2 separate regions of the Sus scrofa genome follow, and region 1 is linked to region 2. A link is a contact called in public HiChIP or PLAC-seq data. All regions are on one chromosome and are shown on one strand. The core of a region is the stretch at or near the end of the contact, and the rest is flanking DNA. Distances in the headings are between cores, read along the strand shown. Region 1 holds the start of FAM174B (membrane protein FAM174B). Region 2 holds the start of CHD2 (chromodomain-helicase-DNA-binding protein 2).

What was found. HiChIP or PLAC-seq counts read pairs in DNA pulled down with a chosen protein or histone mark.
Region 1: a contact with region 2 is called in an H3K27ac HiChIP or PLAC-seq map of skeletal muscle, with 2.3 times the contacts expected there. The contact joins the promoter of FAM174B here to the promoter of CHD2 in region 2. A contact is called at or near these places in 3 of 5 promoter capture datasets (fetal liver, fetal skeletal muscle and liver), 37 of 47 Hi-C or Micro-C datasets (adipose tissue, alveolar macrophages, blood and 17 more) and 2 of 2 datasets of contacts at active chromatin or transcription factors (alveolar macrophages and skeletal muscle).

Annotation. Positions count from the first base shown.
Region 1 is chr7:86,180,705-86,183,738 of Sscrofa11.1, forward strand. It overlaps FAM174B (membrane protein FAM174B), which reads left to right and starts at 1,266. Exons shown (of 2, transcript XR_002345977.1): 1 at 1,266-2,629.
Region 2 is chr7:86,106,521-86,109,672 of Sscrofa11.1, forward strand. It overlaps CHD2 (chromodomain-helicase-DNA-binding protein 2), which reads right to left and starts at 1,366. Exons shown (of 38, transcript XM_021099370.1): 1 at 761-1,366.

The sequences.
Region 1 (3,034 bases), core at 16-2,515, 74 kb after region 2:
TGTGGCTGTGGCCTACGGCCGGCAGCTGCAACTCCCATTCCACCTGAGGGTGTGGCCATCAAAAAAAAAAAAAAACAACCCACAAAACAAAACTTAAATCTCTGCCTACAAGGACAAGTATCTCAGAATTACTAGAGTGCTGGTTCTTTTAAATTTTTTTTTTTTTACTACTTCTCTGGTTTTTTAAAAAAGTCAAATTTGCTGAAATTAACTATTTAAATATTTATGAAGCATTTTCTCCTTTTAATAGTAAGGTAGTGTTAAGGAAATTTTGGAGGCAAACAGTTGAAGGCCTGAGGATGCTAATTCTTGTGCTCCTGTATGATGGGCATTTGCAGAAAAAGCTGCCCAAGTTTCCATCTGAATTATATGTACAAAAGGAGACAAAGAAGGGGGTAATCACTGCAAAACATAAGGACACAATGAGGCAGGCTCTTTCTGAGAAAATGTTCTGAAGGTAGCTGCATTCTTTCCCGTTCAAGGAAGGGAAGGTTCTAACCCCTCCAGGTAAAAGGATTCTTTGCAAACTCCATTCATTCCTTTTTTTTTTTTTTTTTTTTTTTTTTTTTTAGCCAAACATTGGACAAACCTCTGAAGGCTTGGTTACAAAAAGGAGTGGCTGAAGGAAAATTCTCTCAAATTGCTGGGTTAAAAAAAAAAAAAAAAATCCGAATTTAAGCCCTAGAACGAAAATCTTGAGCGGCCTTGTCACTTCCTCCCCTCCCAATCAAATTATACTGTTCCTAGTCTGCACTTAACAGCAATGCAGTTTTGATCACAGCACAAGTGTTAAAATCCCTACCAGACGGACAAAACCAGAAGGGCTCCTTCATAAAGTAATGTCCTTCTCCAGCTTTGTCACTGTAGTGGGGACCTGCTACATTCAGAAAATTTTATTTAACCTCCCAAACCTTTGAGAGTCAAGTTCCACTATTTAGAAACAAAACAGTCGTATCGTTTCAGACTTGCCAAGTCTCACAAATTAGAATGAGAGAATCTGAATCCTAAAACGACACATTTATAAATAAAATCAAGGACAAACGTCTCCTTTACTCTAAATATACTCTACAAGCCCAATGGCTGTGTTAACTATTTTTACCCACACTGGCCCTTCTGTGTCCAACTTATGTAAAATGAAACAGGATGAGGAATGAAAACCAAGCCTGGGCAATTGGCCAAGCAGAGATTCACGGGCTTGGTCCTCCCTATCCAAAAGAGAAACTGCAGGTCTTTTTTTTTTTTTTTTTTTTTGTCTTTTTAGGGCCGCACCCGCAGCATATGGAGGTTCCCAGGCTAGGGGTTGAACCAGAGCTGTAGCCACAGCAACGCCAGATCCCAGCCGTGTCTGTGACCTACACCACAGCTCATGGCAACACTGGATCCTTAACCCACTGAACGAGGCCAGGGATTGAACCCACAACCTCATGGTTCCTAGTCGGATTCATTAAGCATCGAGCCATGACGGGGAACTCCGAAACTGCAGGTCTTTATTGAAAGGCCAGGAACACTATTCGACTTTGCTCTTATTTCCTGCATTTTATAATATGCAACAACCCACAACTACATTTATCTTTCTGAAAAAAACATCTAAGGTGGTTGATATAAAGTAATACAATCTCAGACTCTGCAACACTTTGGAGGTCCCAGAGCAGCTTCTGGGTACAAGTCAAACAAGCTCCAACACTTTGGACAAGGCAGGGAAGCCACTTAAAGCCCAGATCTTTGCGAGTTGTTTTTTCCCATCAGAAAGGGAGCAGTTCTAGGCCTTTGAACAAAGACAGGAAATGGTAATGGAAACTGCTGGAAGGGGGAGAGTGCCTTTTGATCGAAGTAGGACTCGCCCACTCGAAGTGCAACACCTAATCTCTCCCGCAGAAAGAAAACGCCCGAGGAAGACGTCTCTGCTGTCCTTGTTGGCACAGAACAGCAAACGCAGGAACTAAGCAAAAGGGGTCGGGAATGAGAAGCCGACTGGCGGCTGCACAGGAATGCGCCGTGCTGATCCTGCGGCTGGTGCGGTCATAGCGGGCCGGGCCAGAGAGCTCCGCAGGAACAGGACTCCGATCTCGCGCAGCTCCTTGCTATTGGGTCCAGGTTCGGCCGGGCAACCCATCAGCCCATCTTACCCTGCCCAGCCAACGCCGCCCTTTAAGGGACCTGCAGCCTCAAGGACACCGACCGGCCCCGCCCCTTCGCCGCCATCTTGTTATTTTCTCCAGGACCCCCAGCAGACCACGTGGCGCGTCGCTGCGGAAGTCAAGGCACCGCCCCAACTTCCGGCCGGACTGGTTCCAGCCGGCCGCGGCCCGCAGACGCCCGGCTGCCCCCTAGCGGCTGGCAGCCGAGCCCCGGCCGAGCCCCGGCCCGTCCGGACCTCGCCATTTCCTTCCCGGCTGGCCGCACGTCCGCGCCCTGCAGTCAGTCCCCCGCCCGAGCGCCGCAGCGCACGCGCCACGGGCGGGGCACTCAGCGCACCCTCCCCTGGCGTGGACGTTTACAGTGAGGTTCAACGAGTGTCACCTGCATCTTTACACGCAGTTTAAACAGTAAGCCCCGTAGAGAAGCGTGGAGGTACTCGGTGCTCGGTGTTTCAGGACTTCCTTACAGAAGCCCCCGCCTCGCCTTTAAGGTGTGGATTCTGACCTCAGTCCCTGGCCCCCGCAGGTTTCTGGGGTGGGGGTGGGAAACGACGATGTGCGAGTTGGGACGTAGCCAAGGACCACGGTTCCTGTTTTGCGGGCCATCCCCCGCCTTCCCAGCAGCTCCACGTTCCTTTCGCGTTGTCGTCCTTGAGCATTTGTCGTGACAAATGCCCCTGCAGTATCTTATTTAACCTGCGCAACAGCCTCCGAGATGGGAGTTTTGTTTATTAAACAGAAAACTGAAGCCCAGAGTAGTTTGCTCCAGATGCAGAACCTGGGATGGAATCTGGGGCATCTAAGTTCCCACTGTGCTTTCAGGTGGTCAGATGACCCTCTGATCAGCATCTGCAGCACCTGAGAGCTTCTTGGAAATGCACATACTTGGATCTATT
Region 2 (3,152 bases), core at 116-2,615:
AAAAAACTGTAGTTTACAGGAAAGGCCCCCTTGAATAAAGGTACCTTACCTTTTGACTGCTGTAACAGGCCTTAAGTCACAACTTAACTTTCATAAATTGTTACCAAAAAATTAGGGTGTGGCATATTAGCAATCTCAAGGTCACGCTTTAAAAAACGAATCCAAATTAGTAAAATACTTAAAATAAAACAGACAGCTATCCCTGTCTGTCAAGGTAAACAATGTAAGCTGAGGTTTCCCCAAAAAAAAAAGAAAAAAAGGAAGAAAGTTGATAGCTCATACCTCGATGCATTGCTGTGTAGCGAACTGTCCTCCTCTTGGCTTTTGTCCTTATTTCTCATCATCTTTTAATTCTTAAATATTAAGGGGGAGGGGAAATCTGTGTTTGCTTTGAAGTCCTGTGCCCAGGTATTTACTGTCAAAAGTTGAAAGAAAGGTAAGGTCCCAGCTTCTATCGATGGTTTTTATTATCAGGAACAAAGTCCTGACGATGTAACGATATTGTTATAACACAACAGCGGTAAGCACCAAAAAACAAAACATTTCTGCTTTTTCCTTTAAAAAAAAAAAAAAAACAGGATAAACCGAACAGGGGGAATCATCACTATCAATAAGGAAAGTTTCTCAAAGTAACACACTAGATACAAATAACAATCTCTGTATCTTATTGCGTCATCCAGGAATTTCTCATATTTACAGAATATAAAGCAAACTTAAACATAGAAATCTTCAAAATTATCACTAATGATCATGAACTTACCTGATCCATGTAGTAGGTCCAAAGCAAGAGTCCTATCTAGTAGTAGAAAAATATCAGATCCCAAATTAAAAATAAAAACAAAATTCCCCGTTAAAAAACGAAAAATAAATAAAATAACCCTCAAATATGTTAACTGTTCAGAAAAATAAAGAACAATTAATATTAAAACGGGTCCGGAAGAAAAAAAAACCTCATTAGGAGAGCGCACAAAAATGGAGGTGCGCCATGGCTTCTAAGCTGGAAAAAACAACGACCTGGGCTCTCAGTACGGCTGCTTCTTTCCAACAAGGCACGAAAAGAAAGCTCCCAAAAGCTGCTTTTCTCCCTAAAAAAGGTTCGAATCGACCCCAGTAAGTCACTAGAAGAGGCAGGGGGCTGCGGGGGCCCCCTGAGGCTGCCCGAAAGTTAGGGAAAGTTGCGTAAAGTGAAGCGAAGGCAGGGAGCAGAGCGCGCTCTCTCTAAGGCACAGCCGCCATCTAGAGCCTCCTTCCCAGCTCTGAGAGCTCTGCCTTTGATTGACACTCTCTACATTTACCCCACAACTCAGGTGATGTACCATAGACCCACCCCTTCATCTCCACCAAAAAAAAAAAAAAAAAAAAAAAAAAGAAAGAAAGAAAGATCCTCCATCCCAGGGAGCCTAAGGACCCCTACCCCCACCCCTCCCTGCCCCTCCAGACCACCCCATCAGAGGGAGAGGGGAGGGTTTCTTAACCCCCTCTGGCTCAAGCACCCTTTTTAAGCCAGAGAGAAATGTAATTTGTTCCTTTTGTCTAAAGATCTGCTAAATATTTCAGTCCTTGAGCTAAAATAACTTCCTCTCTGGACAGGAAGTGGTGTTTTATCAAGCCATTTTGAAAGAGGGATAATTCTCAGAGAAAATAAAGCTCAGCTCAAGTACTAATCTTTTTAAAAACTAACCCCACCAAGGGTAAAAATGGTTCCTGGACAAAAGCAAAACCTCAACTTGATATATTAAATTCAAATCTCCCTTCTTTATGAAGCCTAAAAATGATCTAGGGACAAAGTTTAATAGGGAATTTTCCATCCCAAGAAGAAGGAAGGGGTACAACTCAAGAGCGCCTCCCTAGTGTTCAATTGCATTAGGGCAAAAATTAATGCAACAAGATTTTATTCAAGAATCTCAATTTTCATTTGTACTTTCACAAAATTCTTTTAACCCATTATATAACCCTGATAAACTTTACCCCCAAAATTCTCATAACAACAATGATTCAGGAAAAACAATTCAAGAGTATGGAACTACTACGAAAAAACAAACCCAAAAAACTCCACCTCCAAAACCAACACATGTATCTCAACCATTCTCTTGTATTTCAAATCAAATTCTAAGTATTTACCCATTTCAACAACAATAAATTAATAACCAGTCATTTTGATGGAAAGTAATCAAAATAATGTCACAGGGCAAATTCTCCTAAATAAAACCATAACATCTGAAGAAACAAAATTACAAATGACAAAACCAAATTATTCAACACTTTCTCAACAAGCACCCCAAAAAAACACTCACATTCAAAAAACAAATCATCTTTCCATACTCAACATTACAATCTGCCAGAACAATGTCCTTCTCCTCATTGAGAAATCAATTTAGATTTACACCCAACAAAAGCAACAATTTTGCACCTGGGTGATTATAAAATCTATAACCAAAACCTAGCTTCAATTCCATACTTTCTACAAAAGATAATTTTGTATCAAAATCCAAATTTCCACTTTTGATTTATACAAACACCTCAAATCAGCCAATGAGAACAAATACTGTACATGTACTATATATCATCAACATGCATATCCTGGTATTTTACATTAATCACAAACGCAGTATGACGAACACTTCCTCATCAAAAAAAACCCCAACGTTATCACTTGTTCTGTCTATAATGGGAAAATATAATCAACAATTAATTTGGTTTGTCAAAATAAAGCCTACCACATCTCATAACAGTAATTGAAACTGATTTTAGTTGATTATCAATAAATGAAACTGCAGTGTTCACCTAGAACTCAAACATAAGTTATCTATGGCATGGTGTGATTCATTTAATCTAAATTCCTAAATGTATAGAATAAGAAAAATATAATGATTCTATTTTATAAAATATATTGTATACATTACTGCCACCAAAATTTTAAATCCTTTTATGAATACCCTAAGGAAACCTCTCTATAAATCCAACGCCTCTTCACGTAATATTAAGACAAGAGGATTTTGTTTTAATGCTCAGATGTTCTTATTTATAACATTTAAAAAACATAGAAAAGGTACTTTTCCCATCAAAACTCAGAAAAAGACTGTATCATGAATTTTGAAGCAAAAGGCAGTTTGTTTTAAAAGTTCATTGTAATCTCACAGCAAATTAAGTAT